2 separate regions of the Rattus norvegicus genome follow, and region 2 is linked to region 1. Evidence: chromatin contacts called from public Hi-C data. All regions are on one chromosome and are shown on one strand. Each heading gives the region's core, a stretch centred on a gene start, on an enhancer-like site or on the middle of the called end of the contact. The rest is flanking DNA. Distances are from core to core; before and after follow the strand shown.

Region 1 (6,104 bases), core at 1,293-3,792:
GACAAAGCAAAATCATGCCTACTACATACCACAAAGGTGAAGAAAAGCCTGTTAAAATTCTTTCCAAAGGACCAGAATTCCTCACAATGCAAGTTCTGAAGAGACTAACAATGGGTATAGTCAAAGGGGAGAGTCAGACTTTCTACATGGTTAGGTCAGGCCTACTCCTGAGTGAAGCTCTGCAGGGCCCCCACCTACCTGGGTCTGCCTGTGCTGGATGGAGATCTGTTTCTGGGAGCTGCAAGAATGTTCTGTATTGCCAGACCCCGTGGACGAAGGGCTGTTTTGTTGAGCCTATAATAAAAGTACATCACCAATCACAGGAAAGTTTTGCATCTTTCTCCAAAAGTGTGTATGAATAGAAACATATACCTCTTTATAAAACAAACCCTTTTATGCAAGTTAGGAGTCATGGCCAAGAGGAAAACAAAGCAAGTTAAATATGAGATCCAAAAGCTGGATATGGTATCTTCATGTTTCTGAAGGTAAGCTTTAAATAATCAAATGATCATAAATTATTTTATACGCAAATTATAGACTGGGTAATAACTCCTATAATTAGTTTTGCATGTAGGTTTCAGTGTGCCTTTGTCAGGAAAGGTGAGTGATGTATACAGTGCAGGAGACACATAGTCCAAGCAGACAGGACTGGGAAACGCAGTTAGAAATGGCTATGCCATTTAAAGCACTCACTGCTTACACCTGGGTTCAGTTCTCAGCAGCCACACCAAGTAGCTCACAACTATCTCTAAGTCCAGATCTAGGGAAGCTGGCATCCTCCTCTCCTCAGGTACTTGCATGCATATAGTGCACATAAACTCACAGACATACTGACTCAGAACAAGTGAATAAACAAGCAAGATTTAAGAAGGAGAACAAAAAAAAAAATAAAGTAAATGAAGCTTAAAAAAAGGTTGGAAATACTCATAAAAGTCTCTTAAGTTACAAATACCCATGAGCAGAGAAATTAAATATTAAATAAATAAATTAAATAAATAAATGTTAAATAATTCTGGGTTGCTCTGTAATACTTCTTTCTACTTGCTGACTTGACATATAAACACATTTTGTGTTTGTGTGATATATATGTATATATAACATGTTTCTATGTGTGTATATGTATATATATGTATATATAGATAAGATATATAAATATTAGTATGTGTATGTGCCCACACTTGCCAGAGGTCAATGTTGAGTGTCTTTCTCTCTCTCTCCACCTTATTTTTTGAGACAAGGTCTCTCTCTCTCTTTTTTTAAAGATTTAATCATTTATTATATATAAGTACACTGTAGCTGTCTTCAGATACACCAGAAGAGGGCATCAGATCTCTTTACAGATGTTTGTGAGCCACCATGTGGTTGCTGGGAATTGAACTCATGACCTCTGGAAGAGCAGTCGGGTGCTCTTAACCGCTGAGCCATCTCTCCAGCCCCCAAGGTCTCTCTTTGTATCTGAAATTCACTGATCTGGTAAGACTAGCTGTCCTGCATGCTTCAGGTATTCTCTTGTCTCTACTTCCTCCTCAAATAAATATCAGTTTTTAAAGAGCAATGGAATCCAGTACATATTTTACCAGATATATAAATGACTAATAACTATAATAACCAAATAAAACAAAATATTTGTTACCTGCTAGATATAAATGAAAACCACAATGAAATAACAATCTGTACTCTCTCGGACAGTTAAGGAGAAGTATCATACTGATGGGAGTGTGGAGTACTTGTATAGGGGGGGAAAAAAAATCACTCAATTCCTCGAAAGTAGCTACCAAGTGACCAGTATGTCAACCCTGAGCGCATACTTAAGGAAAAGAAAACATGACCTCCCCAAAAGCAGCTTTCAGATGAGTGCTCACAGCAACAGAGTGTCTAAGATCTAAACACTGAAAGCCACCCAAACCCATATCAACTAAGGAAAGAATAATAAAGCTAATAGTAACAGGAACACCAAAAACAACCGTTACATTCATGAATGCTCCATCCACAAAAAGTCATGAAGCCAGCACTAGGAGTAGAGTTTAGCTGGACAGCATATGCTTAACATGTGCCAGACTTGGGGTCAATTCCAGCACATATGATGACACATAAAAACAAATCCACTAGACGGTTACAATAATCAAAAAAAAAAAAAAAAAAAAAAAAAAAAAAAAAAAAAAGCTGAGACAAGCAGTACTCAGGACAATGAGGCTGGAGGCCATCAATTCCAAACCAGGTTGAACTAAATTTATGCTTAAGACCCTGTCTCAAAAACCCAAAACATACAATAAAAAAAGGAGAAAGCTCTATGCAGCAGTGGATGGCCTTGTTGGACACCAATGGGAGAAGCCCTTGATCTTGCCAAGGCTGGACACCCCCAGTGTAGGAAATGTCAGGGTGGGGAGGCAGGAAGGGGTGGGTGGATGGGGGGGAACACGAGGGTGTTTAGAGAGAGAGAGAGAGAGAGAGAGAGAGAGAGAGAGAGCACTATCTGCTACCATCTGATGAAGTGAATACTGAGCCAATTTCCTACCTCAAAGATTAAATATTTGTAGCCAGACAGAGAGGCAGGCAGAACTCTGATCTACAGAGCAAGTTCCAGGATAGCCAAGGACACACAGAGAAATCCTGACTGGAAAAAAAAAAAAATCAAAAATAAAGCAAAATAATGCTGAAGAATTGGCTCAGGAGTTGGTAGCACACTCTTCCAGAGAGAGAGAGAGAGCATCAGGCCCTCAGCACCGTGCAGCACAGCTGGCTACCATCTGTAATTCCAGTTCCAGGGTACCTGGCAGACACCTCTAGGAACCTGTACTACTCATGCACACAGACCTCTCATATACACATATATACATAATTTAAAATAAAGATAAATCTTTACAAGAAGTAAAATTCAACAGTGAAAGGGCTGGCTCAGCTGGTAAAATGCTTGCTGAATTCAGATCCCTAGAAACAGCTCAACAGCCAGGCTAGGCAATTGCTGAACTCCATGTTCAGTGAGAGGCCCTATTACAAAAAACAAAGTGAAAGTCATATAGTAAAATGCCAACGTTTACTTCTGGCCTCTATATGCTCTTATACACATGTACACAAACATATACAAACACGTACCACACACACAAATTTAAGAAGTAAAACTGACAACTAAAACTTGTTAAGCGTGTACAAGACCTTAATTTGGATTCTTAGTATTAAATGGGGGAGGGGGGTTGAACTTTTAACAATATCTGTATAAACCAGGTGTTGCACACCTACAAATGCAATACTTATGAAGTGGAAAAAAGATTGAAAGTTCAAGGTTACCCTTGCTAGACAGTGAGCTCATGGGGCCTAAGCTGTATCCCTTTAGAAGGGGGAAGGGGAACATTTTGGTCTTTGCCCAGCTTTTGATTACAGCCTCTGGGTCCATTTGGCACCAAGGCAAGAAGTCTATTAAAGTAAATTACTCCAAGTAGAATAACGTAGAGAACTGACCCAAGACTCATGTATGCTAGGCACACTGCCTAGCACCACACCTCCAGCTACCTGTATCTTCATAATAGACTGAAGGTTAGCACACTGTACTGAAGCAGGAAGAGTGAAGACATGGAGTGAAGAAGTGAAATGCAAGTCTGAACAGCTGGAGAAAATGACAAATGCAGAGTGACATCAGGACTTGAGGGACCAGTGGAACCTATCTTAAAGCATAGACCAAGGGGAAACATGATGGGTCCGATACTAATTCAGGAGAACTGAATGGATTTACTGTGTGTTTACTAGAATTTAGAATATGACAGCGATGTCACAGGAGAGAGGGACTACCAAGGCGGTTTGGGAGTAAACTGTTCTAGCAGGAAGAAAAACATCCCATGAGCTATGCAGAAAAGTAAAAGTAAAATATATGAAGACTGAAGTGGACTTCATATAAAAGCTAAACAGCCATCAAACAGCTCTGACTTTGAGAACAGGAAACATCCCTTGAACATTAAATTAGCTTGTGAGTATGTATCAGCATACAGAAACAAGGAAATTCACCTAGGGCTGATCCAGGGTAGCCAAATAAATACTGGGAAGTACCGAAATGCCTGCCGAGAACATAATGGGAAATTCTTAAGGTGAAGTACTGCCTGTGTCTCCATAAAGCACAATCCAAGAGATCCACTAAAAGCAAAGATGCCCAGAAACAGTGTGTGTGTGTGTGTGTGTGTGTGTGTGTGAGAGTGTGTGCGTGAGAGTGTGTGTGCGTGTGCGTGAGTGTGCATGTGTGTATTGGGGAGGGCTCAGAATGAAGGATTACAATGACTTTCAAGTGCATACATTTTCTTTCATGAAGCTTAGGACTTTGTGTGGTGATGGATACACATACGTTATGCAGATGTTTAGAAGATACACAGGAGTGACCCACTTCACCCTCCTGTGAGCTGGTCTGTATGAGTGTAAAACGGAAGGGAGGGTGGGAAATGGGGCTTCAGCTTTTTGTATAAGCATAAATTTTTCTTAAAGACCGAAAATAAATATTTGATAGTACTGTTTCAATTGTTGTACATAGTGATGTTATCATTTGTATCTCTGCTTTTTGGTATGTTTTTCAACTTCTCAGAATGAATTTCCCAGAATGAGAAAGATGGGAATTCTATATGTATAGAAAGGTTATAGTAGTTTGATGCTGGATTTTTAAGAACAATGTTATTTATTTTATGTGCACTGGTGTTTGGTCTGTGAGGTGTCAGATTCTGTAGGTGCTGGGTCCTCTGTAAAAGCATTCAGTGCTCGCAACTGCTGAGCCATCTCTTCAGCTCCAATGCTAGATTTCTCTTGAAAATATTTCTAAAAAATTACCAACCATGACTGGGTAGACTTGGTACTCTATATATCTATGTTACTAAAATTTAAAATGACAACAAAAGACAGAAAGGAGAACAGTGGGAGAATAGATTCTTGGTGAAATGCCTGGCATACAGAAATAAAGGCCTGAATTCATGCCCTAAGTACGAATACAAAACACTAGGTGTAGCAGTGCACCCATCTGTATACACACACGCAGTTTTTTTTAAACAAAGAGAAAATACCTACATAGTTTTGAAGGAGCTTTCAAAGAAACAATAGCTTGGCATTAAGAGTTTTAAAAGGCTGGAGAGACAGTTCTGTGGGTAGAGTGCTTTCCATGAAAGCATGAAGATGAAGCAAAGTGGAACATGTCTGTAACCCCATTGTTAAAGGCAGAAATAGGAGGATACTGGAGGCTCACTGGCCAATCTTATGAGAGAACCTGTCTTAAAATAGACAGATGGCTGGCCAGATGGTGACAGAGTCAATAAAGACTTCCCAATATCAACCCTAGCCTTTTCATATACTCATATGGACATATATGTCCATATATACAAAGAGTAAAAATACAGATCCACTAGACCTTGATAACATGAATTATTTAATTCAATGAAAGATAATTCAAGAACTACAACTATCTCTCTCAGTGAATCCAATAAAAACCATTTGGCTTTTGCAAAGCCCAACAATGGAACAACTGTAATATTATATGTTCCTTAGTTGTTTTCATATCTTAGAATAATTGACACAACAAAAGTCTCAATTACAGCTAAAATGACAAATTTACATACATAATAGATGAACATCTGAAAAAGGTTGGGTGAACAAGATTAAATGTATCCTTCATAATGGGGAAAATGGAACTTACACACACACATCTGGTGTTTCCAGATACACCAGAAGAGGGCATCTGATCCCATTACAGATGGTTGTGAGCCACCATGTGGTTGCTGGGAATTGAACTCAGGGCCTCTGAAGAGCAGTCAGTGCTCTTGACTGCTGAGCCATCTCTCCAGCCCCCCAAATGGAACTTTTTAAAGACTGATTACAGGACCGGGAAGCCTTAAAACAATGGGGAAAATGCAAGTCTTCTTTGAGGCTTCCTGAGAAGGTAGCCACTGCTGACAGATTGTATTTGAGATTTTCACTTTTGTTTTAAATAATGTCTCTTATGTGTAATCAGTCAATCAATCAACCAACCAATCAATCTTTATCCATCCATCTATGTCATCTCTCTAGCCTGAATTCTGAATTTTCTATCATGTGTTACTTTTATAAACATAGTTTTCATTGTTTTTGTGCGTGCGTGTACACAC
Region 2 (6,104 bases), core at 1,442-3,941, 120 kb after region 1:
TTATCACCCTGTACAAAGCTTAAGTCCAAGTGGATTAAGGACCTCCACATAAAACCAACCAGGTACACTGAAACTAATAGAAGAGTAAATTAGGAATAGCTTCAAATACATAGGCACAGGGTAACATTTTCTGAACAGAACACCAATGGCTTATGCTTTAAAAGCAACAATTGACAAATGAGATCTCATAAAATTGAAAAACTTCTGTAAGGCAAAGGACACTGTCATTAGGACAAAACGGCAACCAACAGATTGGGGAAAGATCTTTACCAATCCTACATCTTATGGAGGGCCAATAACCAATATCTACAAAAAACTCAAGAAGTTAGACTCCAGAGAATCAAATAACTCTATTAAACATAGGGTATGGAGGTAAACAGTTCTCAAATGAGGAATACTGAGTGGCCAAGAAGCACCTAAAGAAATGTTCAACACCCTTAGTCATCAGGGAAATGCAAATCAAACAACCCTGAGATTCCACTTCACACCAGTCAGAATGGCTAAGATAGAAAACTCTGGTAACAGCAGATGCTAGCGAGGATGTGGAAAAAGAGGAACACTCCTCCATTGGTGGGATTACAAACTGGTACAACTACTCTGGAAATCAGTCTGGTGGTTCCTCAGTAAATTGAACATAGAACTACCTGAGGACCCAGCTATACCACTCCTGGGCATATACCCAAAAGATGCCCCAACATATAACAAGGACACATGCTCCATTATGCTCATGGCAGCCTTTTTCATAATAGCCAGAAGCTGGAAAGAACCCAGATGTCCTTCAACAGAGGAATGGATACAGAAAATGTGGTACATTTACACAATGGAGTACTACTCAGCTATTAAAAATAATGACTTCATGAAATTCTTAGGCAAATGGATAGAACTAGAAAATATCATCCTGAGTGAGGTAACCTAATCACAAAAGAACACACATGGTAAGCACCCACTGATAAGTGGATATTAGCCCAAAAGCTCAGAATACTCAAGATACAATTTACAGACCACATGAAGCTCAAGAAGGAAGACCAAAGTGTGGATGCTTCAGTCCTTCTTAGAAGGGGGAACAAAATACTCACAGGAGGAAATACAGGGACAAAATGTGGAGCAGAGACTGAAGCAAAGGCCATCCAGAGACTGCCCCACCTGGGGATCCATCCCACATACAGTCACCAAACCCAGACACTATTGCTGATGCCAAGAAGTGGCTGACAGGAGCCTGATATAGCTGTCACTTGAGAGGTTCTGTCAGAGACTGACAAATACAGAGGCAGATGTTCGTAGCCAACCATTGGACTGAGAACTGGGTCCTCAATGGAGGAGTTAAAGAAAGGACTGAAGGAGCTGAAGGGGTTTGCAACCCCATAGGAAGAACAATATCAACCAACCAGATCCCACCACCCCAGAGCTCCCAGGTACTAAGCCACCAACCAGAGTACACATGGAGGGACCCATGGCTCCAGCCGCATATGTAGCAGAGGATGGCCTTGTTGGGCATCAACAGAGAGGAGAGGCCCTTGGTCCTGCGAAGGCTCAATGCCCCAGTGTAGGGAATGTCAGGGAATGGAAGAGGGAGGGAGTGGGTGGGTGGATGAGGGAGCACCCTCATAGAAGCCAGGGAAGGGGGGATGGGATAGGGGTTGCCAGAGCGCAAACCAGGAAAGGGGATAACATTTGTAAATAAATAAAATATCCAATAAAAAAAGGGAGAAATTTGGAGATGAACTTCAGAGGCAAGTCTCATTAACACATGACAAAAGATGAAAGAGAGAATCTTAGATATTGAAGGTAATATGAAAAATGAATAACTAGGTCAAAAATAATGTTAAATTAAAAAAAAAAAAATCTCGGCGCACCACATCCAGACAATCAAGGACCAAAAAAAAAAAAAAAAAAAAAAAAAAAGAAAAAGAAAAAAAAAGATATTCTATGGAGGTGTGGTGTGGTGTGAGGAAGGGGGTGCTTCTGTGGGCCCATGCTGAGGCATCCCTTTCTCTCAGTCACCAGCCACATGACAGTAAATAATTAGAGTTTATTCAGGGCATGGGGAAGGGAGTTAAGAGGATAACAGAGGCAGAGAAAGGCAGGGGGAGGGGGAGGGGGAGGGGGAGAGGGAGGGGGAGGGGGAGGGGGAGGGGGAGAGGGACAGGGAGAGGGAGAGGGACAGGGAGAGGGAGAGGGAGAGGGGGAGGGGGAGAGGGACAGGGAGAGGGAGAGGGACAGGGAGAGGGAGAGGGACAGGGAGAGGGAGAGGGAGAGGGAGAGGAGGCTGAGCATTTGCGTGTGGACAGAGAGGGGGGAAGAAAAGGCAAGAACAAGAACAAGAGAGCAAGAGAGAGGAGGGGGCAAGCAGCCCGCTTATAGTGAGTCAGGCACGCCTGGCTGTTGCCAGGTAACTGTGGGGCGGAGCTTAGACAACCTGCTAACAGCTGCGTTACAGGTAGTTGTGAGCTTCTTGATGTAGGTGCTGGGAATTGAATTCAGGTCCTCTTTTGAGAGCGGCTCCTAACCTCTGAGCAGTCTCTCTATTCCTCTAAATGAGTTTACACAATGTATTTTGTTGGCCTGTGCAACTATTTTTTTTTTTTCCAGTATTTGAAGGAAGTTCAAAGTTTTTTGAAAGGAGTTTGGAAGACAGGGCTGCAAGGTTTCTGCCTGTGGTCAGAATACATTGAGAATTATTTCAGAGGCTTTGAGGCGCTCCCTGGTGGAGGATAAAGATACAATCAATGCTTGGAAAGGCTAAAGGCTGTTCGGAGATTGCTTTGGTTGTTAGCCAAGGACAGAGTAGTTAATCATTTCATGACCCACCCACCTCTAACCCCATCACCCTCCCAACCCCTCGTTGCAGGCAATGCCAATTCTGGGCCATTTAGGCATTTGCTGTGGAACAAGAGCTCCTGACATCTTAAACGCTTCTTTTTAACTTTTTTTTTTTTTTTTTTTGGTTCTTTTTTTTTTTCGGAGCTGGGGACCGAACCCAGGGCCTTGCGCTTCCTAGGTAAGCGCTCTACCACTGAGCTAAATCCCCAGCCACTCTTTTTAACTTTTACAGAGCATGGCCAGTCTTTTTAGCAGCTATAAACGGATTTAACAACCTCTTTTTGTTGTTGTTGTTGTTTTTTCTTTTACTTTTCTTAAAAAAAAAAAACACCCAAAAACCAAAACCAAAAACTTTTGATTCTTTGTGAATTCCATAGCATGCAATCCCACTGATCTCGCCTTCCTTCCATATTCATCTTCTGCCTTTGCAATCTACCTCCCCAAAAGAAAACAAACCAAAAACCCATCTCTCTGTGGAATCGGTGGTGTGTCACACAGTCCACTCTTTTGCTCAAGCAGCTTTACTTGCAAATGCCATTGTTCTGTTTGGCACCTCTGGCTTCTGCTGTATCCTCGCCAGGACTCCACTCAGATATCCTGTTGTTGCCCTGTGCCACGGAGGTCCTGCAGGACCGGCCCCTTCACATGCTCCAGCAATTCATAAAGGGGGTAGATGTTGGGGTGGGCCAACAAAAACCCCTGTATCTGTCCCACCTTCATCTCCCTAGTGCTGGGGTCACAGCCATGCTGTCACATCTGTGCCAGTAGCCACATTATAAGCACACTTTTAAACTTTATAATAGTTTAACTTAGTAACAGCTCGGGGAATTTGTTTCAGTGTTTGGAACATCATTGTAATGACATTCTGGTCTTATTTTGAATAGCTGTAGCATGATTTATTGACATTAGGCTGTTTTAAGTTTCTGGCTATTACAAACTCAGTCTGGCCATGGTGGGTGGTGCACACTTTCAGTACGTCTGCTCAGGAGGTGGAAGTTGTAGGGTTGCTTGAGCCTGGAACCAAAGGCTAGCCCGGGCAACAGAGACCCTATCTATTAAACATTCATTTTTGTAACCTATTTTGTCTATTTGTGACAAAATTGACACATTTCCTCCAAGAGGGAGAAGGGAAGCTTCTAAGACACTGGGGAGCTTAGGAAACAGAAAACTCCCAAGCCACTTTCCCTGGGTAATGTAAGCCCCAAACAACTCCTGGGAGAGAGGAGTCATTTCTGAAAGCTGGGCAGGGAGCTCTTGGGTGTAGCCTTTGTGAGTTACCCATGCTGGCGTGGCCTTTTCAGTGCTGCAACTGCTAAGGGTCACCCGTGCTGTGTGTCTGTGCTTCTGTAATCCCTCCCTCACACTCCTGTAAGTAGCTCACTGATTCATCAGGCTGGTCTTGGGTGGGAGAGTGTCTTTGGTCATTTCCCTATCTAGGCTGAATAGATGTTTGCTCTCATCTGCCCTGACAAAAGTCCCCAGCAGGCACTGCTGAGCCACTGGTTATAATTAGATCTGTTACTAAGACCTGAGCAAGTCAGGAATTCTATCTGCTACAGATCTAGATCCTAGAACAGGGCCTGGCACACAGAACGCAATTTAGCAAACTGGCGAGTGAATGGATGGATGCCTGTCCCTGTATGTGTCCCAGCAGAGGTGTCAGTTGATACCACCATCCGTAGCCTGCAACAGTGTAACAGGGAGATGGGTGTGCTCAGTAGGTTAAATTTTTTTCTATCAGAACTCCTTAAAAATATCTTGTCCTGTATCTCACTGATTCAGAGAAACTGCAGTAATTCTAATATTTTACATTATGCTTTCTTTTCAGACAGGACCTCCTATAAGTTAGACTGGCCCTGAATTTGTCACACTGCAGCACTATCTTGAACTCCTTTGGTCTTATCTTTTGGTCTTTGCTTCCAAACTGCTGAGATTATAGGCACGTACCACTGTGCCTAGCTCCTAATTCTATATTTCCGGTCATGCTGTTTGTAACACACATAGCTATATAAAAATATTTTCTTTTTTTTTTCCCTTTTCTTTTTTTTCAGAGCTGGGGACCGAACCCAGGGCCTTGCGCTTGCTAGGCAAGCGCTCTACCACTGAGCTAAATCCCCAACCCCTAAAAATATTTTCTTAAAACTAATAATCTTACCCTTGGGTTAGAAAATATGCTTAAAACTAATAATCTTACCCTTGGGTTAGAAAATATGGGGGTTGGGGATTTAGCTCAGTGGTAGAGCGCTTGCCTAGGAAGCACAAGGCCCTGGGTTCGGTCCCCAGCTCCGAAAAAAAGAAAAAGAAAAAAAAAAAAAAGAAAATATGGTTACTTTATCAATGTCTTCCCCAAAAGTATAATTATAAAATAATATTTATTTTTAATTTTAAAATTATATTTATGTACCTATTTATTTAGTTACTGGATATACAAAAGGTGAGAAGACCACTTGCGGGAGTTGTTTTTTTCCTATCATGTAGACTTTGGGGATTGAACGCAGGTCTTCAGGCTTAATGGAAGGGGCCTTTACCCACTGGGCCATCCTGTGGGCCCCTGCACTTATATTTTGAGATTGAGGTCTTACTGTGCCGTCCAGGACAATGTTAAAATTACCAGGCTCAGACATTACACACAGAGACAGACCTTGAAACACACAGCTATCAATGGGATGTCTCCATCAAATCCCTCCACTCAGAGCTCAGGGAACCCCCGGGGAGGAGGAGTAGCCAGAGTGGGTGGAGAGCACAAGGAGAACAAGGCCCTCTAAATCCACTGAGCAAAGCTCACATGAACTCACAGAGACCGAAGCAGCAAGCACAGGGTCTGCGCTTGGTCTTCTGTGTATACGACGGCTTCCAGTTCAGTCTTTTTATGGGACATCTGCGTGTGTGAATGGGTGGATCTAATTCTTCCTGAGCCTTCTCTCGGGGCTCTTTTCCTTTTCGTGTTTTGTCTTGTTCAGTGATAGTTTTTGTTTTATATTTTATTTTGTTGTTATCGGTTAGAAGTCTTTTCTAGTGAGCGACAAGTGGATCTGGATAGGAGGGGAGGTGGGAGGAACCGAGAGGAGTGGAGGGAGGGTGTAAGTGAGGGGGTCTGGGGGTACCTGGAAGAGAATGGGGGACAAGAGACATGAAGAAGGACGCCAAGACAAGAGTCTGATCAAGGTGACAATTTTATTTTTCCCCAAGACTGAATTTATACCATAACATGGGTAACAGAGGGAGGGGGGAAGTAAGAAACATTTATGCAGGACAAGGACACAGTATTCATGTGGTCAGGGAAT

Evidence for each region. Hi-C and Micro-C count contacts between places; a contact is called where the count stands out from the background.
Region 2: a Hi-C map of liver shows a contact between it and region 1, with 4 times the contacts expected there. The contact joins two enhancer-like sites. A contact is called at or near these places in 3 of 12 Hi-C or Micro-C datasets (Schwann cells, liver and mammary epithelial cells).

Annotation. Positions count from the first base shown.
Region 1 is chr10:90,699,574-90,705,677 of GRCr8, reverse strand. Tlk2 (tousled-like kinase 2) reads right to left here. Exons shown (of 22, transcript NM_001191652.2): 8 at 199-294. Among named protein-coding and RNA genes, the nearest start is that of Tlk2, 46 kb to the right of the region's middle. Within about 2 kb of position 2,542, at least 1 of the 93 cell types and tissues checked has an H3K27ac peak or open chromatin away from gene starts, as enhancers often do. A contact at or near this core is called in liver, where this site is marked.
Region 2 is chr10:90,579,613-90,585,716 of GRCr8, reverse strand. No RefSeq gene overlaps it. Among named protein-coding and RNA genes, the nearest start is that of Mettl2, 13 kb to the left of the region's middle. Within about 2 kb of position 2,691, at least 3 of the 93 cell types and tissues checked have an H3K27ac peak or open chromatin away from gene starts, as enhancers often do. A contact at or near this core is called in liver, where this site is marked.